Regions from separate parts of the Mus musculus genome. Here region 1 is linked to region 2. Evidence: chromatin contacts called from public HiChIP or PLAC-seq data. All regions are on one chromosome and are shown on one strand. Each heading gives the region's core, a stretch centred on a gene start, on an enhancer-like site or on the middle of the called end of the contact. The rest is flanking DNA. Distances are from core to core; before and after follow the strand shown.

The links. HiChIP or PLAC-seq counts read pairs in DNA pulled down with a chosen protein or histone mark.
Region 1: a CTCF HiChIP or PLAC-seq map of the NIH/3T3 cell line shows a contact between it and region 2, with 6 read pairs. The contact joins two enhancer-like sites. A contact is called at or near these places in 6 of 39 promoter capture datasets (the C10 cell line, the HPC-7 cell line, cranial neural crest and 3 more), 1 of 15 datasets of contacts at CTCF or cohesin (the NIH/3T3 cell line), 1 of 484 Hi-C or Micro-C datasets (bone marrow-derived macrophages), 15 of 115 datasets of contacts at active chromatin or transcription factors (the 230-238 cell line, the SCID.adh cell line, bone marrow-derived macrophages and 8 more) and 3 of 9 other capture datasets (adipose tissue, liver and pancreatic islet).

What each region holds. Positions count from the first base shown.
Region 1 is chr4:136,593,494-136,600,391 of GRCm38.p6, forward strand. All of the region lies in intron 1 of Kdm1a (lysine (K)-specific demethylase 1A), which reads right to left. Among named protein-coding and RNA genes, the nearest start is that of Kdm1a, 5.8 kb to the right of the region's middle. Within about 2 kb of position 5,213, at least 44 of the 459 cell types and tissues checked have an H3K27ac peak or open chromatin away from gene starts, as enhancers often do. A contact at or near this core is called in the NIH/3T3 cell line, where this site is marked.
Region 2 is chr4:136,331,343-136,338,151 of GRCm38.p6, forward strand. It overlaps Hnrnpr (heterogeneous nuclear ribonucleoprotein R), which reads left to right. Exons shown (of 11, transcript NM_001277121.1): 8 at 1,056-1,261; 9 at 4,956-5,105. Among named protein-coding and RNA genes, the nearest start is that of 9130020K20Rik, 13 kb to the right of the region's middle. Within about 2 kb of position 2,064, at least 17 of the 459 cell types and tissues checked have an H3K27ac peak or open chromatin away from gene starts, as enhancers often do. A contact at or near this core is called in the NIH/3T3 cell line, where this site is marked.

The sequences.
Region 1 (6,898 bases), core at 3,963-6,462, 270 kb after region 2:
AGATATGGTGGTACGTTCCTGTAATTCCAGCACCCAGGTGACTTTTACGTTACCAACCTGAGCTACACAATCTCATGGCCAGCCTACATAGCCTACATAAAGAGACCCTGGTCTTAAAATACCATGGACTGAGAATGTATTAGTTCAGGTATTAGTTTCTATTCCTGCTGTGGTTACTTTGGCTATCTTTTCTCTGCCTTTTGCTATTATTTGTCTCTTTAATTGATATACTGAGGACAGATGGCCCAACCTAGCTTGTTAGACCTGCCAGGGCCCAGGCCTTAATGCTGACATCTTCAGTAACACCTTTATAAAACCTCAAACTAATTTTGATTATGCAATTTCATGATATTTTTAAGTGAGAGGCCCCCATACTAGACAATCTTTAGGCAATAAAACAGTATCTATATATACCTCAAAATTCTTAAAGCCAGTCTACAGTGTAGGAAGACCTACCCCCACACATTGTACCAAATAGCTTGTAGGTGCCCCTGCATTTCCAATTTTAATTGCTCGCCCCCCCCCCTGCTCCCCAGACTTAGGTGCTAGCTGAATATTTGGCATTGTCCTCTCTACAGCCCATTACCAGCTTTCTATATGTAAATGTTTATCCTTCCTCACCTGATCTCTGAGATTAAGTTAAAAAGCAAGCGGCCAAAAGCAACAATCAACAAGGCCAATGAGCAACTCAAAGAGATGGATCTAGAGTTGCCCAGCAGCTGACTGGTTCAGACTGGAATGTGGCTTTTTGGAGAAAAAAAGAGCTGGGGAAGGAGAGGGGCAGATGACTGGGCAAAAGTAGACAGAGTACTGAGGGAATGAAGCAGGGAGTTTAAGAGATTAAGAGTAACTTAGAGACTCTCAGGACTAAATGGGGGTGACCTTAGCCAAAATGCCCCAATCTCCTTAGGGAGAGGGAACTGAAGAGCCCACCTCCAGTAGATAGACAGGGCCTCAAGTAGAGGGACTGAGTTACTAAACCTCAGTTAAAATTTCTGACCCAGAATTGTTCCTATCTAAAAAGAACTGCAGGGACAAAAATGGAGAAGAGACTGAAGGAAAGATGGTCCAGTGACAGGCCCAACATGGGATCCATCTCATGGGGGGCTGAAGGAGAAGGGGTTAGGAGGGGCACCAAGGCCTGACACTATTACTGATGCTATGATGTGCTCCCAGATGGGAATCTGGCTGGCATGGCTGTCCTCTAAGAGGTCCTACCAGCAGCTGAGACAAAAGCAAATACTTATACCCAACCACTGGACTGAAATAGGGGGCTCCTATGGTTGAATTAGGTGAAGGATTGAAGCTGAAAGGGAGGGTGCCCCAGAGGAAGACTAGCAGTCTCAACTAACCCAGACCCCAGGGGAGCTCCCAGAGACTGAGCCACCAACCTCAAGCATACGCGGCCCTGGCACATAAATAGCAGAGGTCTGTCCCGTCTGGCTTCAATGGGAGAAGATGTGCTTGATCCTCAAGAGACTTGAAGTCCAAGGAAAGGGGGATGGCCTGGGGGGAGGGAGCACCTTTTCAAAGGCAAGAGGGAGGAAGAATGGGATGAGGAATTGTGGGAAGCAGGACAGGAGGGGAGAGAAACAACTGGAATATAAACAAATATTTAAAATTAAAAAAAAAAAGAGTAACTTAGTGGGGATGCAATGGCAGAAAAGTTAGGTTAGGTTAGATTGTAGCTAAGAGGAAAAGGTCAACAGCTTTATACTTACTATACAAATGTTCCTGCGTCTTTATTATTATTAAACCTCAAGCAGGTCCCCCAAAACCCCACCCCCAATAATACGCCTCAGCTTCCTTTTTAAGAACTTCTCTGTGTGGTGTATATGCACAGGTGTTAATTAAGTACTCTTACACAAGCTAAGGCCAAAGGAGGACACTGGGTGCCCTGCTCCATTACTCTCTGCTCTCTTCCCTACAGGCCTCTCACTGAACCTGAAACTTGGCACACTTCTACTAGCTTCCTGCTGCCTCCACTCCCCTACACGCCGGCGTGGGACCCACATCCACCAGTTTGCTTTCTACTTCTTAAATGGATACACACCATTCCACTCAAGTTACAGGTCACATTAGCTCTAAGTCGGCTATGAAGGGATGAAATTTCTCACCTCTTTCCTACTGCTGCATTTTTTTGTTTTAATTTATTTTTCATCCAAGTATTATTTTTATTTATTTGGGGAGGGGGGATTTTTGAGACAGAGTTTCTCTGTACAGCCCTAGCTGTCCTATAACTCACTCTGTAGACCAGGTTGTCCTCAAACTTAGAAATCCGCCTGCCTCTGACTCCCAAGTGCTGGGATTAAAGGCGTGCGCCACCACAGCCTGGCTGTCCAATTATTTTTGTGCACCATACATGCATTGTTCACTTAGGCACTGGGTCTCCTGAGCTGGAGTTACAGGAGGGCTGTGTGCCACCATTTGGGTACTAACTACTGAGCCATCTCTCTAGCTCCACATCCTTGCTTCTAGCTGTCCCAAAATAAACACATATCTTATGTTTCTTTTGAAAGTTTTAAGAACTGGGCTGGAGAGATGGCTCAGTGGTTAAGAGCACTGACTGCTCCTCCAAAGGTCCTGAGTTCAAATCCCAGCAACCACATGGTGGCTCACAACCACCCATAATGAGATCTGGCACCCTCTTCTGGTGCATCTGAAGACAGCTACAGTGTACTTAGATATAATAATAAATAAATCTAGAAAGAAAGAAAGAAAGAAAGAAAGAAAGAAAGAAAGAAAGAAAGAAAGAAAGAAAGGAAGGAAGGAAGGAAGGAAGGAAGGAAGGAAGGAAGGAAGGAAGGAAGGAAGTTAGAAAGTTTAAGAACTGACCATAGAGTTAGGAAATGGCTCCTGGGATAAAAGCACAAACAATAGAGATAGAAATGAAGACCAGACTCCCCAGCACCCATATAAAAGGTGGTCAAGAATGAATGCCCACATGTAATCCCAATGCTCAAGATACACAGGGGATCCTTGGAGTAAGCTGACGAGACAGGGCACGCAAAATCAAAAATGCAAGATGTCTGGGGTTCAGAAAATAAAATATACAGCCGGGCGTGGTGGCGCATGCCTTTAATCCCAGCACTTGGGAGGCAGAGGCAGGCGGATTTCTGAGTTCCAGGCCAGCCTGGTCTACAAAGTGAGTTCCAGGGCAGCCAGGACTATACAGAGAAACCCTGACTCAAAAAACAAAAAAAAAAACCAAAAACCAAAACAAAACAAAAAAACACACAAAAAAAAGTATAAAGTAGTTAAGGAAGACACGCATTATCACCCCTGGCTTCCACATGCATGCAAACATAAGCACACACACACATACACAGCACACACCAAAAAAACAAAAGGGCAAATCAAGATGGAAAAACAGGAATTAAACCCAAGAGAGTTACAAAGGCATCAATCTTATAGAATTTTCCCAACTGATCAACAGATTTGATATAGTTTCAACAAAACTCCCTGTGCTGAGCCTAAGAAGTCAGTAAAATTCACAGCCTGGAGAATCCCTGGGACTTGCTGTCATCAGGCTCAAAGAAAAATCTTGGACTAAAAAATAATTTGGAGAAATGATTGAGGAAGACACCTCTGCTTCTATACAAACATAAACACATACATATATACATATGTACTACTGACATGCACACAAACATGTGTACATAGGTGCCCTAACAAACAACCCCCAAAACATGCCATTTGCGCTTTTTTTTTAAGTATAACATAGTTTTATAATTCCTATGAAAAGATCAATCAACATGATCTTCAACAAGAGTTGAAGAGTTCACACATCTTATATAAAAACACAGTAACCAAAACAGCGGTAGTGGCATTACAGGAAAACACATGGTTGGGACCAAAAAATATTCCTTACATGCAACCCTGGGAGTAACAGAATAAGTCAAATATATAAATTGGACCTAATTAAAGTTTAAAAGTTTTGAAACTAGAATAAAAAATAAATCTTACTTTAAAACGATCTTTTAAACCCATTAAAAAAAAAAAAAAAACGAGCCAAGAATGTGACTAAGTAGAGCTGGGGATATAGATATAGCTCAGCTAGTATAGCGCCTGCCTACCACAGTGGATGCCCTGGATTTGATCCCCAGAGCCAGATAAGAATGGGTATAAGTGACACACACCAGTAATCCCAGCACTGCAATTACGTGGTGGATGCAGGGCTGAATATGGCCTTTAGTCCCAGCACTCAGGTAGAGGCAGGTAGATCTCTGTTGAGTTTGAGGCTAGCCTAGTCTACAAATTGAATTCTAAGACAGCCAGGGCTGTTCTACTGAGAAACCAAAACCCTATGTCAACAAAACAAAACAAACAAAAGGTGGGTGCAAGTGATCAGAAACTTAAGGTTATCCTCAAGTACACAGGGAAATAATGAGTTTAAGACCAGCTTGGTTTGTCCTTTAAAGGGGGGGGACACTACAAACTTTTAAAAATAGCTCTCTTGCATACAAATATAAAAAAAACAAAAACCATGTTCAACATCATTAGCCATTATGAAAATGAACATGTCTACAATGAAAGAGCATTTCAACTTTACAAAGATGGCTATAAAAAGACAGACAATGGTAAGCACAGACAAAGATATGGAGAGATAGCACCCACATACATTGCTAAGGAAAAGGTGAAACTGTAGCTGCTATTTTAGAAAAACACTTGGTAGCAATTCCCCACAAGAGAAAAGCAGAATTCACATGTGGTTCACAGATTATAATCAGGTATTATGTAAGAGTAAACTTTATTTCCTCAGATGTCATTGTGTCTCAGAGGCTTACTAAGTGAACTCACCCTTTCTAGTGCATGCTCGACTACAGCTGGCTGGTTTAACCCATGTCCCGCCCAAACTCCTCTCCAAGCTAACTGATTCAAACTGGCTTCTTGGCCTCTCACTAAATTGCTCTGCTTAACCTCAAACTAATTCTGGCAATCTGTTCTAACCTGGCTCCTTCTCATGCCGGACAAGCCGGAGCTTGTCTATGTTCACCTGCAGCCTGTCTCTGTAAAACTGCCTCGCTCCCTCCCCCTGGGCTGCTCTCCTGAGTTACCATGCTTTCCTGTGCTGTTCTAGTGAGTGTTGGGCACATCCTATCTCTGACTCATTCTGTTGAGTCTTTCTGACTCGCAATTAGATGTCATTCTCAAAGACGGCTCTTCCTTCTACAAACTGACTTTACACACTGTTTGGGATTCATGGTGTGTACTAAGGGGAATGTCTTATTTCAGACAGAGTGATGTCTTTCCAGCTGACTCACACAGACCTAGAAGGTCTCTGAATGTGATCCCTTGCCAGAGCAGTCATATTGCTAGATTAAAATTCCTCTACAGGGCTGGAGAGATGGCCCAGTGGTTAAGAGTACTGACTACTCTTCCAGAGGTTCTAAGTTCAATCCCAGCAACCACATAGTGGCTCACAACCATCTGTAATGGGATCCAATGCCCTCTTCTGGTGTGTCTGAAGATAGTGACAGTGTACTCACATACATGAAATAAATAAATAAATAAATCTTTAAAAAAAATTCCTCTACAGTCTTACAAGAGACTTGAAAACACATGGTTGCATGTTTTACATTACTGTTCACAGCTACCTTATACATAACAGGAAAAAAAAACTGGGCTGTAGTGGCGCACCCCTTTAATCCCAGCACTTGGGAGGCAGAGGCAGGCGGATTTCTGAGTTCAAGGCCAGCCTGGTCTACAAAGTGAGTTCCAGGACAGCCAGGGCTACACAGAGAAACCCTGTCTTGAAAAAAAAAAAAAGAGAGAGAGAGACACCCCCAAAAAAAGGTCCATACTAAAGGCAATAAATAAACAAACAAACAAATAAATAAAAATCAAAGAGCCACATATACTGAGACTGCATAGAGAATGTTCAGAACAGGTAACTCCATACAGTCAGACTGTAGACCAGTGATTGCCAGGAGCTGGAGGTAGGGAGATGAGAAAAGACAACTAGAATACAAGTACCTCTGTAGAAGCCAGGCAGTGGTGGCACATACCTTTAATCAGAGCACTCAGGAGGCAGAGGTAGACAGATTTCTGAGTTCGAGGCCAGCCTGGTCTACAAAGTAAGTTCCAGGACAGCCAGGGCTATACAGAGAAACCCTGTCTCAAAAAAAAAAAAAAAAAAAAAAACAATCAAACAAAAAAACCCAGGTGTCTCTGGGAAACAATGAAATGTTCTAAACTGACTGTGGTGGTGTTTTTATCTTATGATTACATAATTTATTTTATTTTTAATGAGTTTTTTAAAGATGTATTTATTTATTATATGTAAGTACACTGTAGCTGTCTTCAGACCTCCAGAAGAGGGTGTCAGATCTCATTATGGATGGTTGTGAGCCACCATATGGTTGCTGGGATTTGGAACTCAGGATCTTCGGAAGAGCAGTCACTGCTCTTAACCGCTGAGCCATCTCTCTAGCCCCAGATTACATAATTTAAAAGCAACATTGACACATTATCTCAAATCTGTTTTGAGATTGATTCATTCATTCATTCACTCATTATGTATACAGTGTTCTGACTGCATGTATGCTTGCATGCCAGAAGAGGGCACCACATCTCATTATAGATGGTTCTGTGCCACCATGTGGTTGCTGGGAATTAAGCTCAGGACCTCTGGAAGAACAGCCAGCAATCTTAACTTCTGAGCCATCTCTCCAGACCTCAAATCTGTTTTTAAGTTATCTGTTTCTGGACATGACTTGATAAAACGGGTTCCTACTGGACTCTGCCTTCCTTCATGTCCAAGGTTGAAGTCAACCTCTGTGCTTTTCTAATGCCTTTAATAAAATCAAACAAACAAACTAACGCAGGCGGTTTGAAATGTATTCAGATTATCTTGGGGGCAGGGCGTCACTGTGTGCCTTTGCCTTCCCACATGCAC
Region 2 (6,809 bases), core at 814-3,313:
TCTATACTATCTAGAATAGATCCTGGATCTTTTCTTCAGAAATTCTATTCAGTCTGAAACCTTAATTTCCATTACCCATAAATTGTTCTACTGACTATTTATACAGTGATTCTTTTCTCTTTGTGTCCTTCTACTCATCCCTCCAAGTGCTTTCCAAAAGATTGATATATATCAAGTGTCCAAGTCAAGAAGTAACTTAATACTAAAGTAACTGATAGAAAACTCATGTTTGTTAAAACAAATTAAAAGTAGAATTATATGAGCTATCATTAGGATTAGTAGTAGTAGGTTAGACCATGGATCAGGGTAGATGGTAAAAAGTAAATGTGCTGGATCTGGACAGTAGAGATGATATAAAAGAATTACTATTTTCTGGCTTGAGGATTTAGCTGGTAGATGACAGATAGGGAAGCCTTGGGAAAATACACTTTGGGTATAATAGTGCTGTTTTGGACATGTGAAATTGGTCCAAGGCATTTTAAGAATCTCACAGAAATCTAGGCTAGAAAAAGTTTTGTTTAAAAGGCTATAGGAAGTGCTTACGGTAAGCTCATGTGATTTAGAAAGGACATGTGGAGGGACAAAGGACAAGGTCCAAGGACTGGACATGAATGGTCACCGAGCATCCTCGCTCATAGTAAAACTAGCTTTTGTGCTGGATATAAGAAAGGTAGGTTGTTTTGTTTTATTTCTGTTTTGTATTTTTGCCTATGACTAGTTGTTGAGAGTTAGTTCTTTTGCATTTGTGTAAGTAATTTTAATCTTGAGGTCCTAATAATGCCTTTATAGATTATGAGGTCATGTTTTATCATTAATTACAAAATTTCATAGTAGCTGGACCTACTTGAAGAACTCTAAAATTGACAGAACACATACTACTGTCCCAAACTCTGCATCGAGTAATGCTGGTGTGGTGTTTACTGTTGGGAGGCTTCTTCAGTCATTTTGTTTGTTTGTTTGTTTGTTTGCTCATTGGCGAGTGGATTTAGGCCTGCCTAATCACTAGACGTGTGGTGGATGCTTTTGGCTTATATATCTGGCTGTTGGTTTAACAGAGGGTTTGGTGGACGTTATTCTCTATCATCAACCCGATGACAAAAAGAAGAATCGGGGGTTCTGCTTCCTTGAATATGAGGATCACAAGTCAGCAGCACAAGCCAGACGCCGGCTGATGAGTGGAAAAGTCAAAGTGTGGGGAAATGTGGTTACAGTAGAGTGGGCTGACCCCGTGGAGGAGCCGGATCCAGAAGTCATGGCAAAGGTAAATACAGAATGTAGCTGTTCACTGTAACTGCTTAGAAAAGCAAAAAGTAGCTGATGCAGCACTAACCCGGTAGCCTGTCCTAGCATTTGCTCAGTTTCCTCCAGATCAAATGTGTCAAAACAACTGAAATCTAGTTTCTTCAAATAAGTGTTTCATACACACCGAGCATTTATTTGATGTTAGGACCATAAAACATACAAAATGTTGGTAATAATAACTATTTTATTGTTGTTATTTTGGGGGGTGGTCTCCCCATAGAGCTCAGACTCATTGGGGACTTACTGTAGCCCAGGTTGGCTTCTTAGAATCCTCTTGCTCCAGACTCCAGACATGAACTAGCTCCCGCGGTGAATTTTATTACATGGCTTTGAATTACATTTTATTTGAATTTATAGTTAATTTATTTTAATGTATCTAGTTACTCTTAGAGTATTGTCCCTGTGAAAAAAGACCAAAGCTTGTCATGCTTGCCGATATTTGGTAAAATAGACGTGACATATCTCCAGAGAGCAGGTCCTCAGGTTCTCATTGTCCAGTTCTGAGACTTCTTTCAATGGTTCCTGGAGCTGAAGGGATTTACTTATCTGCTTGCAGTAAGTTTATGTAGTTCACTTACGGTTCTTTCCTCAGGGAGGCAACTTGATCAGTGCCCGTAAGTTAGTGTTTGGATCTTTGACTGACAGAGGCAAAATGCTCACTTGGACTAGTTTGGAGGATTCTGGTTTATATTAGTATGGTGTGTTAGAATGTTATCTTTGTATGTACAGGCATTTTTGGGCTAAGCAGAGATGATTCATTGAAAAGAATTTGAGAGGCTCTCAGGAATTGTGCTTTCTGTTTTTCTGTCTCACATTCCTTGAGTAGATGAGTGTCCGGGGAGGGAGTAGGAATCTAAATAGTCCTAGTTCTTTCTTTCCTATTTTTTCTTTTTAATTGCTTGATTTCAGTCTTCATTGTTTGTGGCAGTACAGTGTGACTTTGTGCTAACTACTGGACCTTGGATGTCATGTGTTTTATTTGGACTGGATAAGTCTCTTTAGCTCACTACAGCTTTGAGTACCTGTAAGACAAAACATAGCTTCTACTGCTTTTTAAAAATAAAAGTGGGGCTGGTGAGATGGCTCAGTGGGTAAGAGCACCCGACTGCTCTTCCGAAGGTCCAGAGTTCAAATCCCAGCAACCACATGGTGGCTCACAACCATCTGTAACGAGATCTGATTCCCTCTTCTGGAGTGTCTGAAGACAGCTACAATGTACTTACATATAATAAATAAATAAATCTTAAAAAAAAAAAAAAAAAAAAAAGTAAAAAAGTGTATTATATATTGGGAGCAGTAAAATTCCCAGAAATTTCAAGATAAAACTAGTAATTTTGCTTTATCAATCACTTGTCACTCGCTCCTGATAACCTTTCAAGTGGAAGTTCAAACGAAACCCTACTACCTCTACCTAGTAGTAACATTCCTGGCTATTTTCGAACTTGCTTTGTAGACCAGGCCGGCTTCAAACTCAGAGATCTGCCTGTCTCTGTCTCCTGAGTACTGGGACTAAAGGTGTGCATCGCCACTCAGGACCTCCGGAAAAGCAGTTAGTGCTCTTAACTGCTGAGTTATCTTTCCAGCCCCTAAATATTCTTTTTTGAATATTTAAATTATATTCTTGCAGTCCTAGAGTTAAAACACAGGACATGGCAGTGCTTAGGAAGTGCTACACAAATAAGACAACGCTAAGACTGCTGAACATTGTAAGCCTAGCTCCAAGCTTGTTTGTGTCTTGTTTTGGTGCTGTGGGTCAAACTGACAGCCTCATACATGTGAGGAAACCTTCCACCACTGAGTTAGTTACACGTCGGTCCAGGAAGTTCCTTTTCTGTTCAGAGGTGAATAAACGAGTAGAAGCCGCTTAGTCAAGAAGCTAGGTCTCAGTCTCACAGCGGAAAGTTGTTCTCCTTCTCAGTTTTGTATTGTTTTGTTTTTGAGACAGGGTTTCTCTGTGTAGCCCTGGTTGTACAGGAACTCATTATATAGATCAGACTAGTCTCAAACTCACAAATTCACGTTCCTCTCTTAGCATCATGTCCCCCACTTTGCCCAAAAGAAGTGCTAGGACTAAAGGTGTGTGCTACTATGCCTGGACTCAAATCTTTCTGACTCCTACAGCTTTTTATCTGAGTAATAGTTTGTTTAGTAGGTATGTTGTTTTTTCTTGAATAGTTTCTTAATTCAAGTATTAAAAAATTACACAGAAAAGTATACACAATTCCACTTTCTACGTCTATCTTGACTCCTGTAAGGCACCCAATTTTAGTGTTGTCTTAGACAAGTATAGGCAAATAAAAGTATGTTATTTTCCTTAATTCTTAGATAAGTGGCTGTAGGTAGCCTTTTGTGTTTATTAATCTGTATTTGCTTTATTCACCATTCTGTTTGATCAGCTCTGGGAAGATAACTGTATTATTGTTTATAACACTAAACCGTCACATGGTACTGCCAGTTAAATTGGCATTCTGGGAACTCATCTGGTGACTGCATTGTATCTCTCCTTCAGAGATGTGAAGCAGTGGGAAAGAAAGGCTCTCTGTCAGCTCATAGAGCCCCTCTTAGTTTGTGGTCTCCACAGCACACTCAGCTCTATATATGCATTGGATTATTTCTAATCTTTTGTTCTAAGTATAGTAAGTAAGCCTGTGCTATGTGCTGATACAGGGCAGACACGTTGTAGACAGACACTTAGGAGAGAACTGTAGTTCAAAGGGAAATGCAGTTACTAAGATTCTCCCATGCTTGCTTTTATAGCAGGTGTGCTTTATACTTGACAAAATAGAATGTGATCAAACTTGTATTTTGCTCAGTGCTGTTAATAGGTTTGAGTGTTTAATATATGTGGCTTTACATGTATTTCTTTATGAATCATGTAGTCATGAGTTTTGCGTATTTTTCTTATTTTCTGATGCTTCTCTGGTATAAGTTGTGAATTTTTTCATACTTGTCACTTGTCTTCTGACTTTGTTTATGATAGCTTTGTCATAGGTAGTGCCATTCCTTCATTTGGGCTCTAGGTTCTAGGTCACAAGCTGCTTCACATCCACACTTTATTTATATTTGTGAATTTAAAAATTTTAATTTTCTGAGATTATATCATTTCCCCTTCTCTCACACCAATACTTTATAAATAGATCACCCTTGCTTTCCTTTAACATACAGCCCCACATTACTTTTTTACATTTTTAATCTGTTTGGAGTTTCTCTTGGTGTATATTGTAGAAAATAGACCAACTTTCTTTATTTCTCCATTAATGTCACTCTTACTAAATGATTTAATTAAGCATTGTAGTTTGTTTGTCTTTCTTCCCAGCTCTAGTAAGTCTTTTCTTGTATAGTTTTTACATGACTATCCACAGTTTTAGGAGTGAAAATAGGTAAACTTGTTTTAGAGGGTACTTTGGAGCCATGATAAATTGTGAATTAACAATAATAATTATATGTGTTTCCTGCCCCATACCCTCAGTGGTAACTGTTCCCTTGGGACAAAAGGCAAGAGCCAATAGTTTATATAACTTGGTTATTTTTTTAAAAGCCATAGAAAAGTGGTAGCTAATGTGAGAATCATTTCTTCATGTTTCTCAGACTTCCTTGACTACCCTTTTAGACTTGCTGGTTTAAGAGTGCCAGTTTTGTGTTTTTGCTCTTAGGTAAAAGTTTTATTTGTGAGAAACTTGGCAACTACGGTGACAGAAGAAATATTAGAGAAGTCATTTTCTGAGTTTGGAAAACTGGAGCGAGTGAAGAAGTTGAAGGATTATGCGTTCGTTCATTTTGAGGACAGGGGAGCTGCTGTTAAGGTAGGATGAAGTAACTATTTAATATTTTAAAATTGTGAGTCTATGTGTATATCTGTGTGAGGCTATGGGCACATGTGAGTGTGCAGGTGCCCAGTGAAGTTCAGAAGAGGGCACTGGATTCTCTAGAGCTGCAGTTACAGGTGCGAGAACCAAGCTCACTTCCTCTGGAAGAACATTTACTCCTAACGTGAACCACTGCTCTCACCCCATAAAGTAACATTAAAACAGAGATAAAGTTGGTGTCTAGGAGTGTGTATGTGAGTGACTCTGATGTCGTTGTGTAAGTTGCTGGAGTCTGAACCTAGGACCTGCTACATATAAAGCAAGTGTTCTTAAATAAGTGTAACGTTTTATGCAATATCAGGCAAGTCTACATAGCCCTGGCTCTCCTGGAATTCACTATGTAGACCAGGTCAGCCTTGAACTCACAGTGGTGCACCTGCCTCTGTACTCCAAGTGCTGGAATTAAAGGCATCCACCACAACCCCCAGCTCTTAATGGGCAGAGCTTTTCATTTCTTCTTTTCTCCTTCCTTAACTGAAAAATCAAGACTACTTTTGTAGTCTTTTTTTTTTTTTTTTAAATATATGATCGGGAAAATGGAATACTAAGAGAGTCAAACACTGTTCTTTTCTCACATTCTCTATTGATGGTTGTCTTAGTTAGGGTTTCTATTGCTTTGATAAAATTTCATGACTAAAAGCAACTTGGGAAGGAAAGGGTTTATTTGATTTTAAAGCTTGTAGTTCACCATCCAAGGAAGTCTGGGCAGGAACTCAAGCAGAAGAATGCTGCTTATTTTGGCTTGCTCCGCTTGGCTTACTTAGCCTGCAAATTTAGAGCACCCAGGACCACCAGCCCAGGAGTAACACCTCTCACAGGGAGTTGGCCCCGCCCACAGGTTAATCTGATGAAAGCATTTTCTCAGTTGAAGCTCCTAGGAGACTAGCGAGTGCTGACATAGACCAGTGCAGTGGTACACTACTACTGACGTTTGATTTGAGCATTTACTTCCCTGACTAGGTTGATGCTTTAAAGTAGAACTTAAAGAACTACTGGCTGGTATAGGGTTTTGTTTGTTTGCTTTCTTGTTTTTGTAGTACTGATAATCAAAACCTAGAACTGCAAAGCAAGCACATTAGACATTAGCTCTGTTTCTCGAGTTCTAGTGTAGAGTTAATTACTTTGCTTTCTTCTCGTATGTTGTGGAAAATATTTTTAAAAAAAACAAATGGCAAGTTCCCGGGCTAGGCAGGCTGCATGGCTCCAACAGGGTGTTCTCATCTCAACAGATTCTCTGACCCGAGGCTCGCAAGATTTCTCCACCCGACTCACTAATTTCCCTTGGTGGACTGCTGCCATGCCAGCCCCATGCAATGACTGCCCACCTCGTGGTTAGATATCACAATACCCAGTAACCTGGTAAAGTCAAAACTCTTGAAGCTTATAATTAACCAGTCAGATTTATATAACAATAAATTCTCAATTCACAAGATGCTCACAAAATAATTTCAGAGCCAGTTGATAATGATACAAGCTGCCCACCAGGATTAGACAAGTTACCCCAATTATTCTATCCCTACATGATATTATATCTACCTATGGCTATTTAATTGGACAGGGAAAATCCTGACACACTGTTATCTGTTGAAGTGCTGATTATAAAATCCATAGCTTAGGCTCAGCAGTGGTGTGCACTTTCAA